2 separate regions of the Zea mays genome follow, and region 1 is linked to region 2. The links are chromatin contacts, called in public Hi-C maps. All regions are on one chromosome and are shown on one strand. Each heading gives the region's core, a stretch centred on a gene start, on an enhancer-like site or on the middle of the called end of the contact. The rest is flanking DNA. Distances are from core to core; before and after follow the strand shown.

Region 1 (6,726 bases), core at 3,401-5,900, 280 kb after region 2:
ATTTTCAGTTTTCGGAGATTTCACATATTCTTCAGAGGGGCCCTTGCTGTTGGGAGAGATCTGATGTATGACATTGTATCCGATGACAGATCGACGGTACTAGACACCATGGTGACGTGGGTGCTTTCTCCTACGGTAAAAGTGAGCTGATTTCGTTTTAACAGATTGGCTATTGCCATCTCTAGTTGACTAGTTCCGCCTCTTTGACATGGACGTGTGCCATGACAGCCTCCACCTGCTCGTCGTCAAGAAGCAAGAGTCCCCCGTGCTGGTACTGCCGTGCCCCTGCAGCGCATGTGCCAGTGCCACCTTCCAGCCCCAGGCTCCTGGATCCGACGGCCCGCAGTTGAACCCATCCATCGGAATTAGGGATGGTGGAGAGCAGAGTAAGAAGGATACGACCAATCACATGTGTTTTGAAGTTTGGTCACTAAATTAGATATATAATAGTTACTATACATTGGTTTGTACGAATTTGTCGATATGTCCGAGTGGTTAAGGAGACAGACTCGAAATCTGTTGGGCTTTGCCTGCGCAGGTTCGAATCCTGCTGTCGACGTTTTTCTATTTTTTGTTTGTTTTCTCTTGTCATATATCGGACCTTAGATAATTTCTTCCGTCCTATTTTTCCTATTGTATATCCAGATTTATGGTCCGTATTCATACTAGTGAGAACTTCCATCTACGGATGGTGAATACAAGGTCCAATTTCAATATATATTGGGCTGTGTTCTCTGTATCTTCTACGTATGTGATACAGACCCTCACGCTCGCTTATACAAGTTAGAATAATTTTGTGTCTAGTAATGATACAAAAAGTTCAGTTCTTATATGTATTGATTAGGTGTTGTTGTGTATTGATATCTCCACTACCACTTTGTCAAGACAGTTTTAATGAAAATATGTTTAAAATGATCTTAGCAGCCATGCATTCTTTCTTCATGGAACACCGTACTAAAAACACCAGCGCTGGCCTAGAGATGTCCAAACGGGCCGCCCGGCCCGGGCCCGGTGAAGCCCGGCCCGTTTTGGGCCCGGCCCGCCAGGCACGATTAAAAATCCGGGCCGGACCGGCTAAGCACGCAGGCTCAATTTCTTGTCCGAGCCCGGCCCGCAACGGGCCTAAACGGGCCGGGCCGGCCCGTTTAGCACGGGAAAAAACGGGCCGAAAAGCGGGCTATGCGGGCCGAAAAACACGTTTTAGTGTAAAAAAAGCGGGCTTAACGGGCTTAGAGCTAAACGGGCCGTGCCGGGCTAGCCCACCGTGCCTAATTTCCTGTCCGAGCCCGGCCCGCTTATTCGTGCCGGGCCGGCCCGGGCCCGCCTATAACCGGGCCGTGCCGGGCTCGGACCGGGCCCAAAAAACGGGCTTCGTGCCGGGCTCGCGGGCCTCGTGCTTATTGGACATCTATACGCTGGCCTGGATCTAAGACATGACACGTGGGCCTTTTTATTTTAGCCTTTTTACGAATTTATTTTACAAATACGTTTTTTTGTTTCATTTTAGAAAATAAACCCTCGGCTCGGCGGCGTCATTATTGCGAATGTCGATTTTCACTGGCGATTATCGCCTGTACAAATGATTATTTCTACTGACCTCTATTACTTATGGTTCTGAAAAATGTCAGTGTAAATAAGTTCACAATCACCTCTATAAGAGCATGTTCGGTTATTTTCAATCCATATAGATTGAAGGAGATTGATACGGATTATGAGATATTTTGACTTACTAGAGATTAAAACCCCCTCAATCCCTCTCAATCCATATGGATTACGGTAAAACCGAACAAACTCTGAAACTTTTATGCAGTTGTTGCGAACGTCGAGGAAAGGTGGGCAGTTCACAATCTGTGAAGACATCCTGAAAGCACTTTAGGAGTTTAATTTGATCTCCTCTAGCTAGAAGCACATCGATGATGTGGAGTACATCAGTCTAATTGGCACTCATGTCTTTGAATAACCTGTCATTTGACAAGATCTAGTCCCATGCATGTAATATATTAAACTGTCGTCGTTGAGTTGTGCACAGTTCGCCGGTTCGAGTAAAACTTTCGGTTCGTCACTTCGTCGTGACACAGCCAGCTCTTGGGTAGATGTCAGATCAGACGTGGACAGGAAGAACGCATGTCATCATCCCTCGGGCAAGACCCGCACCCCGTGGTCCTATTTTTGCATATAAATAAACTTGGAACTATTTACACACGTTCTTCGTTTCCAAACAGTATGGCACCATTGCACGCACGCACGCACGCAAAAACGCTACCTGTGTGCGAAGCTCTTGAGCCCGCCGGCCACACCGTCGATCTTCTGCGTGTGGAGAAACTTCTTGGTCGCCACCCTGTGGAGCTTCTTCAGCTTCCTACCGTTGCCGTCCGGATGCTTCTCGCCGCCGTCGTCCTCGGCATCCTGATGGTCCTGCCAGTGCACGGAACCGCTGTGGTGCGCCGTCTCGGCTTCGGCTTCGGCTTCGGCTTCGGCGGCGGCGTCACACTCTAGGCTAGGCCGCCTCCTGGACTTGGTGCGCTTGGGGTCGCAGGCGACGGCGTCGGCGTGGAGGACGTCCTCGATCCGAGACAGAACCGCGAAGGCTAGGCTCTCGAGGGTCCTGGAGTAGCTCTCCAGGATGGCGTACCCGACGTCCTGCAGAAACGCAACGGACAGCAGCATGCACCACGTTGGTTCAGTTCGGTGGCAAAAGCCGCAGCTGGAGAAGATGTGGCTCGTCTTTTAGTTCTGTACCGTGTTGTACTGGATCTTGCTGATGTCGAGCGCCGACTGAGGGATGCCGGGGAACCTGTGCTTGAGGATGAGCAGGGCGGTCTGCGCCCGCTCCTCGAACTCCTCCCGCTTCTCCAGGCTGACGCCGGCGGGGCCCCACGAGAGCTTGTTGCTGATCTTCCGGTGCCAGATGACGACGGAGGCCTCGATCCGGTCCTTGAGGTCCACGATCTTGTGCTCCGTCGACAGGTCCACGGACTGCAGGAGCTCGTTGGGGTCGAAGACGTCGTCGGTTATGATCTTGTACATGGAGTCTCCAAGAATGGACCTTCCGTTCTGCAAGGTGAGCAGCGCATTTTTTCCCCCTTTCTTTATCTACAGAACGAAATTTTGGCAGCCGGGCAGCCCCCGGGTCGTATGGAATATCAATCACCTTCGGCAGGGACTCGATATACTCCTCGGGGATCTCCATCTCCGCGATGACGTCGGCGTTGATGGCCATGGCCGCCTTGAGAACTTGCCCCACGAGGTCCTTCTGGTGCTGGAGCCACTTCCTGGACGCGTCCGACAGGCCCTCGGCGGGGACCCTCACCGTCGGGATCCACCATTTGTCGCACGTGCTGTCGTCGTCGTCCTCGCCCCCGTCCGCGTCCTTCGCCACGTACCAGAACTCCTGGGCCTCGCCGAAACTGTCCAGATACTCCTGTTCCGCGGCAGAAAAGAAAACAAAACGTCGAGATGAATTCAGAAAAACCCGGCCGGAGCCGTTGCATTGCATCTGTATATTTGATTGCGTGTGCTGTAAAGAAAGATACGATATCGTCGTGCTTACTAGGAGCATCGCGTCGAGTTTTCGCAAGGCGGGGATGTTGACGAGGAGATCCCCGCGCTGCTGAGTGCCCATCACCTGATTGGAGGACGAAATACATGTCAGTGCAAGCGCGCAGGGTGAAATTGGCGTCGCAATTGCTATGCTGACCTCGATGTTAGTTCCGTCCTCGGACACCTGCTGCGAGGGAGAGAATTCGACGATGTGGTCGGCGACCGACAAGAGCCAGTCGATCTCCTTGTTCCACCGCGCCCTCCGCTCCGCGGACATGGGCTCGAGGCGGCGCTGCTCCCCGAATATGGAGGCCGCGAGATTTGTGATGGCGTTGGAGAGAGCGAGAGCGGAGGACACCCCTTTGCCCGTGCCGGACATGTCCTCCCCGAGCAGCAGCTTGGCGAACTTATCCTTCATCAAATCTAAATCTGCAGTGCAGTCAATCCCAACACAGCACAAATGGTACTCATTCAGGCAGGTCACCCTGATTAAAAACTCAGACAGATGTTCTCGCAGAAGAAGAACACAAGCAGATAGATGGCTAGCAATAATAACGGTGATAGATCACATCACCTGAAGGCGGCCCACTGTCGCGGACGGTCCTCGATGGCACCGGCGGCAGGTCCTGGGACCGGCCGGGAGTGGCCCGCGAGCCGTGGCTCCTGGACAGCACCCGTCTCTGCAGCGGTGGCGCCGCCACGGTGGTGGGCGCGTCGTCGTCGTCCTCTGCCATCATGCCGCTCCTGACGCTGCTGCCACGCGGAGACGACGGCGTGGAGGAGGAGGACGAGAACGAGGGGCTGGGCGAAACGGCCCGGCGCCTCCTCGACAGGAGCCTGTCGAGGCTGTGGCCGCGCCGCAGGAACCCACCGACCATCACAGGGTCATGCGGAGAGGAAACCGTTCACGCGCGCGCCCGCCCGCCGTGATGTTGACGCGGGCCGGGTGGAGCACCGGCAGCAGGTCGAGACGGCGCTGTGTGAGCTAGCTGGACGCGTGCATGGCCCGCCCGCCGGAGCTCGATGACGCACGACGGGATGGGTCGTGAGAGCGCGCGCAAGGGAGGCAGGACACCCGGCCTGCCTTCCTGCCTCGCCACTGCTAGAGGAAGGGGAGGCCTTGGAACTTTTGTGTTGCTGTGCGTGCCTTGTGCGCGCGTGCATGGCCAGCCCTCCCCCCCGGACCGGCACAGGCGCGCGCACGATTGTCTGCCACCGTCGACGGTGGGCGTGGTCGTGCTGGGGAGCAAGCCAAAGTTGGCAAACCAAAGCCAAGCAGGGAACGCGCCGTAGTTGAGGCCAAATTTAAGTGGCCTGCTCTATTTTCCTTTTTTATAGAAAGGCCACTAGAGATTTGCCGGGATTTTATTATTAGACGACAAAAGGAGTTACTAAATTCTGGTGAATTTTATTTTTCTTTCAGGAAACGATGGCTGCATATATTCAATGCTAAAATTGCATATTTGATTTGTTGTAATTTTTTTAGATATAACCTGTATTTTTTTCCGATTTAAGAATAAAATATCTGATAGGTAAAGTCCGCATGGTAATGCTTACCCATACCCACGACATAAAATTATAACCGTTAAAAAACTGATATGAAATTATACTCATATTGGTACCCTCATGGGTAATTTTTGTACCTATATAATTTTTACTTTTTAAAATTGTGTGTAATATATTATGTAAACTTGTTGTATGTGTTGTCTTGAGTATAAGTTTGGTGTTTGGTTTTTACCGAAAACTGAAGTAAAAAACCGAAACCGAATTTCTTGGTTTTTCATTTTCTAGAAAACCGATCGATTCTGATGTCCGAAAAAACAATGTTTTTTAAAACCAAAAAGCCGAACTGAAGTTTAAAAAAACTGAATGTCCATCCCTAGATGTAGAACATGCCATTGGGGTGCTTTAAGCTAAGTATCATGGTACCCGTTGGATCTTTAAAATATAGTGGATTGCATTGTTATCTTGCACAACGTGAGCATCGAGTACGAACAAGGCATGTATAGCTAAGAATTGAAGACCATGATGAAGGGACACATCCATGTCTGAGTCCAAACCGCAAAAACCTTGATGTGCACGAGCTAATTCAGAATTATAGGAAAATACAAAACAGGGAGGGTCATTTCTTTTGACACCCCGAGAACCACTCCTAGAAAATTTATCGAACTCGTTTTAAATCCAAAATATTTTTTAAAATTTTGTTCTCAAAAGAATTGTGCGTGTTCGATCTCAACAAAGAAAAAATTGTGCGTATGATGATCTCAAAAAAATATTCGTGTGAAGTCTCGTAAAATTTTCTATAAATACTCTACACATAAATTCTTTTTAAATTCCTCCAAAATGTTTTATAGATATTTTATAAATAATTTCATAAAAATCCATATTAGAATCCCTAGAAAAATATTTTCCCTTTCTCTCTTTTTGGCCCATCTCGGTCTATATGGCTCAATTCCGAAGTCTCTCTCCCAATGGACTTTTTGTGCCCTTTGGATCTTTGGAATTAAATTCTGTTCTAATAATCATAATTTAGACATAGATCAATTAAGCTAATATAGTTTATATAGAATATATTTGTATACTACAATTGATCATATGTGAGAGATATTAATATGCTACATTTATATAATAGGGGAGCGAGCCGAAGGACGTGTTATCAATTGCAGAATAGAAACACTGAGTGATGATATATAAAATCAATTTCCACATCTCATCCTATAAATTTGATATAGGCTTATATCTGAACTTTGGAAAGTGACAGAATACTAAATTCCAGGCCAAATAACCTATTCTATTAAGTAGATTCTGATTTCTTTAAAATAAAGGGATACAAAGGACCCCTAAAGCAAAACTTAGAGTTTCCTTTGGAGCAAACTTTAGAGATACTTCTAATCATAACTCCAAAGCTTCCTCTAAATATAGCTCTAAAAGTCATTCAAATGGTGGCCTTGCCTATAAATGGAGGGACAAGGGGATAACTCAAACTCGTCCCTTGGTTGTTCACTCACTCCCACACAAACACATTACAACCACACTCTAGCCACGCTACAGCTATATGTGCAATAGTTCATCCGTTCGTTTATTATTCACCATTCGTTCATTCAATTCTTCATCATTCATTCATTGGCCTTCATTCGTTTGATGTTCATTCGTTTGTTCATCGTTTGTTTGTTTGTTGTTCGTTTA
Region 2 (7,731 bases), core at 4,931-7,430:
CTTGTGTTTGAATCATAACCAAGTAAAAAGCCTTCTACAGCCTTAGGAGCAAATTTTGATTTTCTACCTCTTTTAACAAGAATAAAGCATTTGCTACCAAAGACTCTAAAATATGAAACATTGGGCTTTTTACTGGTGAGGAGTTCATAAGATGTCTTCTTGAGGATTCGGTGAAGATATAACCGGTTGATGGCGTAGCAAGCAGTGTTGACCGCCTCGGCCCAAAACCGATCCGAAGTCTTGTACTCATCAAGCATGGTCCTTGCCATGTCCAATAGAGTTCTATCCTTCCTCACCACTACACCATTTTGTTGTGGTGTGTAGGGAGAAGAGAACTCATGCTTGATGCCTTCCTCCTCAAGAAAGCTTTCAATTTGAGAGTTCTTGAACTCCGTTCCGTTGTCGCTTCTTATTTTCTTGATCATCAAGCCGAACTCATTTTGAGTCCGTCTCAAGAATCCTTTCAAAGTCTCTTGGGTTTGAGATTTTCCTGCAAAAAGAATACCCAAGTGAAGCGAGAATAATCATCCACAATAACTAGACAGTACTTACTCCCACCGATGCTTATGTAAGCTATCGGGCCGAATAGATCCATGTGGAGCAGCTCAAGCGGCCTATCAGTCGTCATGATGTTCTTATGTGGATGATGAACACCGACTTGCTTCCCTGCTTGACATGCGCTACAAATCCTGTCTTTCTCAAAATAAACATTTGTTAGTCCCAAAATGTGCTCTCCCTTTAGAAGCTTATGAAGATTCTTCATCCCAACGTGGGCTAGTCGGTGATGCCAGAGCCAACCCATGTTAGTCTTAGCAATTAAGCAAGTGTCGAGTTCAGCTCTATTGAAATCAACTAAGTATAGCTGACCCTTTAACACTCCCTTAAAAGCTATTGAATCATCACTTCTTCTAAAGACAGTAACACCTACATCCGTAAAAAGACAGTTGTAACCCATTTTACATAATTGTGAAACTGAAAGCAAGTTATAATCTAAAGAATCTACAAGAAAAACATTGGAAATAGAATGGTCAGGTGATATAGCAATTTTACCAAGTCCTTTGACCAAACCTTGATTTCCATCCCCGAATGTGATCGCTCTTTGGGGATCTTGGTTTTTCTCATAGGAGGAGAACATCCTTTTCTCCCCGGTCATGTGGTTTGTGCACCCACTATCGATGATCCAACTTGAGCCCTCGAATGCATAAACCTACAAAACAAATTTAGGTCTTGTTCTTAGGTACCCAAACGGTCTTGGGTCCTTTTACATTAGAAACAAGCACCTTGGGTACCCAAACACAAGTCTTTGACCTCTTGTGTTTGCCCCCAACATATTTGGCAACTACTTTGCCTGATTTGTTAGTAAGCACATAGGAAGCATCAAAAGTCTTAAATGAAATGTTGTGATCATTTGATGCAATAGGAGATTTCTTCTTAGGCATTTTAACATGGGTAGAACGCCTAGAGCTAGAAGCCTCATTCTTATAAATAAAAGCATGGTGAGAAATAGAATGAGTCTTCTTAGCATGAATTCTCCTAATCTTATCCTCAGGATAACCAGCAGGATATAAAATTTAGCCCTCGTTATCCTGAGGCATGGGAGCCTTGCCCTTAACAAAATTCGACAATCTTTTAGGAGGGGCATTAAGCGTGACATTGTCTCCCTGTTGGAAGCCAATGCCATCCTTAATGCCAGGGCGTCTTCCACTATAAAGCATACTACGAGCAAATTTAAATTTCTCATTTTTCAGTTCATGCTCGGCAATTTTAGCATCTAGTTTAGCTATATGATCATTTTGTTGTTTAATCATAGCAAGGTGATCATGAATAGCATCAACATTAACATCTCTACATCTAGTGCAAATAGAGACATGATCAACCGTAGATGTAGAGGGTTTGCAATGATTTAATTTAACAATCTTAGCATGTAAAATAGCATTCTCATCTCTAAGATTGGAAATAGAAACATTGCAAACATCTAATTCCTTAGCCCTAGCAATTGATTTATCATTCTCAAACTTAAGGCTAGCAAGAGATTCATTCAACATGTCAATCTTAGCAATTAAACTAGCATTATCATTTCTAAGATTAACAATTGAATCATCACAAACATTTGATTTCTCAACCTTAGCAATTAATTTGGCATTTTCATTTCTAAGGCTAGAAATAGTGTCATGGCAAGTGCTAAGCTCACTAGTTAATTTTTCATTTTTCTCTACCTCCTGAGCATAAGCATTTTTAGTCTTAACATGCTTTTTGTTTTCCTTAATAAGGAAGTCCTCTTGGCTATCCAAGAGTTCATCCTTCTCATGAATAGCACTAATCAATTCATTCAATTTCTCTTTTTATTGCATGTTAAGATTGGCAAAAAGAGTAAGCAAGTCATCCTCATCATCACTAGAATTATCCTCATCACTAGAAGTTGCATACTTAGGGGAGGATCTAGATTTTACCTTCTTCTTCTTGCCGTCTTTTGCCATGAGGCACTTGTGGCCGACGTTGGGGAAGAGAAGACCTTTGTTGATGGCGATGTTGGCGGCGTCCTTGTCGTCGGAGGAGTCAGTGGAGCTCTCGTCGGAGTCCCACTCCCGGCAAACATGGGCATCGCCGCCCTTCTTCTTGTAATAACTCTTCTTCTTCTCCTTCTTCTTCCCCCTCTTGTCGTTATCCCTGTCACTATCACTAGACAAAGGACATTTAGCGATAAAATGACCGGGCTTACCACATTTGTAGCAAACCTTCTTGGAGCGGGGCTTGTATTCCTTCCCCCTCCTTTGCTTGAGGATTTGGCGGAAGCTCTTTATGATGAGCGCCATTTCCTTGTTGTCGAGCTTGGAGGCGTCAATGAGAAGCCTACTTGATGCAGACTCTTCTTTCTTCTCCTCCACCGCCTTGAATGCGACGGGTTGTGCCTCGGGTGTGGAGGAGGCGCCTTGCTCGATGATTTTCTTGGAGCCTTTGATCATCAATTCAAAGCTCACAAATTTTCCTATCACTTCCTTGAGAGACATTAGTTTATATCTTGGATCACCACGAATTAATTGAACCTGAGTAGGGTTAAGAAAAATAAGTGATCTAAGAATAACCTTGACCATTTCATGGTCATCCCATTTGGTGCTCCCGAGGTTGCGCACTTGATTTACCAAGGTCTTTAGCCGGTTGTACATGGCTTGCGGGTCTTCTCCTTGGTTGAGCATAAAACGACCGAGCTCCCCCTCGATCGTTTCCCTCTTGGTGATCTTGGTCACCTCGTCTCCATCGTGCGCGGTCTTGAGCACGTCCCAAATTTTCTTGGCGCTCTTCAACCCTTGCACCTTATTATACTCCTCTCGACTTAGAGAGGCAAGGAGTATAGTAGTGGCTTGGGAGTTGAAGTGCCGAATTTGGGCAACCTCGTCCGAGTCATAATCTTTATCCCCCGGCGACGGTACCTGCACTCCAAACTCAACAACGTCCCAAATACTAGCGTGGAGTGAGGTTAGGTGATGCCTCATTTTATCACTCCACATGTTATAATCTTCACCCTAAAAAACGGGTGGTTTGACTAGTGGGACGGAAAGTAAGGGAGTACGTTTTGAAATGCGAGGATAGCGTAGGGGGATCTTACTAAACTTCTTGCGCTCATGGCGCTTAGAAGTGACGGACGGCGCGTCGGAGCCGGAGGTGGATGGCGATGAAGAATCGGTCTCATAGTAGACCACTTTCTTCATCTTCTTCTTCTTGTCGCCACTCCGCTGCGACTTGTTGTGGGAGGGTGATTCTCCCTTTCCTTTGGAGCCGGACTCCCTTGATGGAGCCTTCCCGTGGCTTGTAGCGGGCTTCTCGTCGGTCATGACCTCCTTCTTGGCGTGATCTCCCGACATCACTTCGAGCGGGTAAGCTCTAATGAAGTACCAGGCTCTGATACCAATTGAAAGTCGCCTAGAGGGGAGGTGAATAGGCGGAATCTGAAATTAACAAACTTTAAGCACAACTACAAGTCGGGGTTAGCGTTAGAAATATAAACGAGTCCAAAAGAGAGGGCGAAAACAAATCAACCAAAGAAATAGAGTGGATGACACGGTGATTTGTTTTACCGAGATTCGGTTCTTGCAAACCCAATCCCCGTTGAGGTGGTCACAAAGACCGGGTCTCTTTCAACCCTTTCCCTCTCTCAAACGGTCACCTAGACCGAGTGAGCTTCTCTTCTCAATCAATCGGGACACTAAGTCCCCACAAGGACCACAACACAATTGGTGTCTCTTGCCTTGATTACAATTGAGTGGGAACAAGAAAGAAAGAAGAAGAAAAGCGATCCAAGCGCAAGAACTCAAAAGAACACAAATATCACTCTCTCACTAGTCACTATTTGATTGGAATGATCTTTGGACTTGGGAGAGGATTTGATCTCTTGTTTGTGTCTTGGAGTGAAGTTTAGAACTCTTGTATTGAATGGATGCCTTGAAGTGTTGGTGGTTGGCGGTATTTATAGCCCCAACCACCAAAGTGACCGTTGGGAGGGGCTGCTATCGTATGGCGCACCGGACACTGTCCGGTGCGCCAGCCACGTCACCCAACCGTTAGGGTTCGACCGTTGGAGCTCTGACAAGTGGGGCCACCGTACAGTCCGGTGGTGCACCGGACAGTTACTGTTCACTGTCCGGTGCGCCTTCTGGCGCTGCTCCGACTTCTGCGCGCGCAGGCGCGCACTGTTCACGTTCACTGTAGCCTTTTGCAGACGACCGTTGGCGCAGATAGTCGTTGCTCCGCTGGCTCACCGGACAGTTCGGTGTAACACCGGATAGTCCGATGAATTATAGCGGAGTGGCTTCCCCAAATTCTCGAAGCTGAGCAGTTCAAAGCCGTTCCTCCCTGGTGCACCAGACACTGTCCGGTGGCACACCTGACAGTCCGGTGCGCGAGACCAGGGCAGCCTTCGGTTGTCTTTTGCTCTTTTTATTTGAACCCTTTCTTGGACTTTATATTGGTTTATGTTGAACCTTTGGCACCTGTAGAACTCATAATCTAGAGCAAACTAGTTAGTCCAATAATTTGTGTTGGGCAATTCAACCACCAAAATTCATATAGGAAAAGGTTTGACCCTATGTCCCTTTCAAAACTCACACCTAAACACGCACCCTATAAGGTTTTTACCCACGGGCACGCGGGTAAAATGTGCCCGTTGCCATCCCTACCCTCTACTAAACTTCAAAGAAGAGCCTATTTTATAGAAAAATATAACGAGAATTACATTGTAATAGAATACATGTATTCTGAATTACAAAAAAACTAGATAACGCTTGTGACACTTTATAACAAATTTATCCATAGTTTTTTTACGAAATTATATTGTAATAGAATACATAAATAAATATATGTATTAATTGTTATAGATACATCTCAGAAGAGCAGCGGTCAAGCTGCTAGTTGGGTTCAGCTTAGATGGTGTAATGCTTGGCTGCTCAGTAATATATATTATTTAGGTCTATTACTGAGCTAAAATTATTTAGCACCTCCCCTAAGAATTTTGGACCCTGTGCAATCGCACTTGCATAAAGCCCAACCCTGCGTAGTGTCTCAAGTTTCTAGCTTAACCTTCCAATTAGACTCTGTTTCAAACCCCTCAAACTAATAATTAGCAGTTAAAATTAGCTGATAGATTTAGAACAGGTCGGCTAATAGACCAACTAATTGTTAGTTATATCTAGCTATTAATTGTTAGCTCCTTCAACTTAGCTAACAACTTATTAGCTGACTAACAATTAGCTCTAGAGGTTTGGAATATGAACTTATTAGCATGTGTTTATAAGATATTTAACAAAGTACGAAGACTTTGGCATATTTAGGTTATTTTGACACTATTATTTTGGAACCAAGCTAACACTTTTCTTCCAAAATGGATGCATGCATGTTTATAATATCTCTACTATACTTAAAGCACCAGTTTCAATGGTTGTCCTGCGTCATCTATTTACAAAAAAGTCCCTACATTTCTTCCAAATTAACTCACGTAAAATGTTTAAAAGCGATGTAGGAGGTGGGTTATGTTAAAAAGAGGTGCAGAAGGTGGAGTTTGAACCCACACCTCTCTACTAACTATTAAGGGTACAATGTAGACTGCCCCCACCGATTCCCCTACCCCGCGGATCACGCGCACGCCCGTTCCCCTCCCTACGCGCGCGAATCACGCGCCCGCCGCACAGGCCCGCCGCCATCGCCGATTCCCCTACCCCGCGGATCACGCGCACGCCCCCACCCCCCCAACCGCAATTCCCCTCCCTACGTGCGCGGATCACGCGCCCGTCGCCTTGCCCCTACGAATCCTGCCGCAAAACCCACCTACCGGCGCCACTACAGCACACCCGCCGCCATGCCGCTCCCTACGCCCGCAACGATCGCCTCCCTACGCGCGGGTGACCGGCAGCACCTCGTCTCTCTCGATGTGCCAATGGCGCCGCCTCCATCCTACCCAGTCTCCACCTCTGTCACCGCGTTCGTCAAGGAGGAGGACGCCCCAACCCCTTTGGTGGCCTCCCCGATGGCGCCGCCTCTGTCCTACCCGACCTCGAGTTCATTGAGATCCAGAAGGAGCAGGCGCAAACTTCTCCATGCACGGGAGGTCAAGCGGAGTATGCGCGAACTTCTTTGTGTTGTCGCCCGAGGCTGACTCCAGCATCTCCTTCCTGGCCAGATCCATGGAGGCATCGCAAGCCCAGATCCCGCTGTCGTTAGGAGCTAATGGTTGGTGCTCGTGTGGCACGGCAACGCGACGACGGAGCAAATCGGAGAGCCTCGGTCCGCCCTCCAATATGAGTTCATCTCCTTCCTGCTACTCCATTGCCTCTTTTGGACTCAATTCACTAAAATCTCCTTCTGTAATTACTATTGGCCGGAGTGGTACATTATTTGTGAATTCCTGATAATAAAAATCTCAGACAGAAGTCACAAGCAAGAAACATAAAAGAGTCCCCCACGCATAAAAATATGGAAATGACATGGCATCGAGTCCATGCTCCACTAAGTTTCCATCGGTATATAAAAGCATGAGCATCCATGCTCAGTACACATTCACACCCATATCATGCATATATGGATTATGAGAAAGTACATCGTTTGGTATTGTTTGTATAGGGTGCTCTGTTAAGTTCATGTCAGTAAAAGCGTAGGAGTTGTCTCATTTTGAGCAGAACAATTAATTTGTTATTAGGCACGAGTCTTTGTTTAGGGTTATGTCTCATGAAGTTTGGTACAATTCTAAATGTTGTAAAACACAATAAATCATTTTCTAAATGAGATATGTTTTTATTGCCGATGCGACTGTGATGCATGTTGTTCATTGATTTGGTAATGGTTAGAGCTTGCAGTCAGTTCTAGGTAGGAGTTGGGAAGGCTCAATACACCAATTGTACCCCAAATTCATTTCTGATTTTAGTGCTATATATATGTGAGACCAAATGTTTTTTTTCTAATGGGTCCCATAGTTTGTGATAACCTATCTGTGCCACTTATACACAAGACATTGTACAACACTATTGGTCTAGAATTTTATTTCTCACATGATGTTGCATATTTTGCTTTGCAATATAGTCAGACAAATTGTGTTGTCTATGAGGATCCCTTTGCCCTGCACATTTCATCACTGTTTGGCACTTTGGAGTTCCATAGTTCATGTTTAGCAGTGGCAGGATCTAGGCATAAGCTTTTCTAAATATGTTTAAACGCTAGATCTGACACCGATGTTCACTAGCGAATTTA

The links. Hi-C and Micro-C count contacts between places; a contact is called where the count stands out from the background.
Region 1: a Hi-C map of ear shows a contact between it and region 2, with 2.4 times the contacts expected there. The contact joins the promoter of LOC100191433 here to the promoter of LOC100274517 in region 2. A contact is called at or near these places in 3 of 25 Hi-C or Micro-C datasets (ear and tassel).

What each region holds. Positions count from the first base shown.
Region 1 is chr3:215,084,116-215,090,841 of Zm-B73-REFERENCE-NAM-5.0, forward strand. LOC100191433 reads right to left here and starts at 4,651. Exons shown (of 6, transcript NM_001136866.1): 1 at 4,115-4,651; 2 at 3,698-3,969; 3 at 3,551-3,625; 4 at 3,152-3,421; 5 at 2,740-3,054; 6 at 2,132-2,640. The coding sequence starts at 4,418. The coding sequence ends at 2,260. TRNAS-CGA (transfer RNA serine (anticodon CGA)) reads left to right here and starts at 478; the gene lies at 478-559.
Region 2 is chr3:214,798,929-214,806,659 of Zm-B73-REFERENCE-NAM-5.0, forward strand. LOC100274517 reads left to right here and starts at 6,181. Exons shown (of 3, transcript NM_001148874.1): 1 at 6,181-6,771.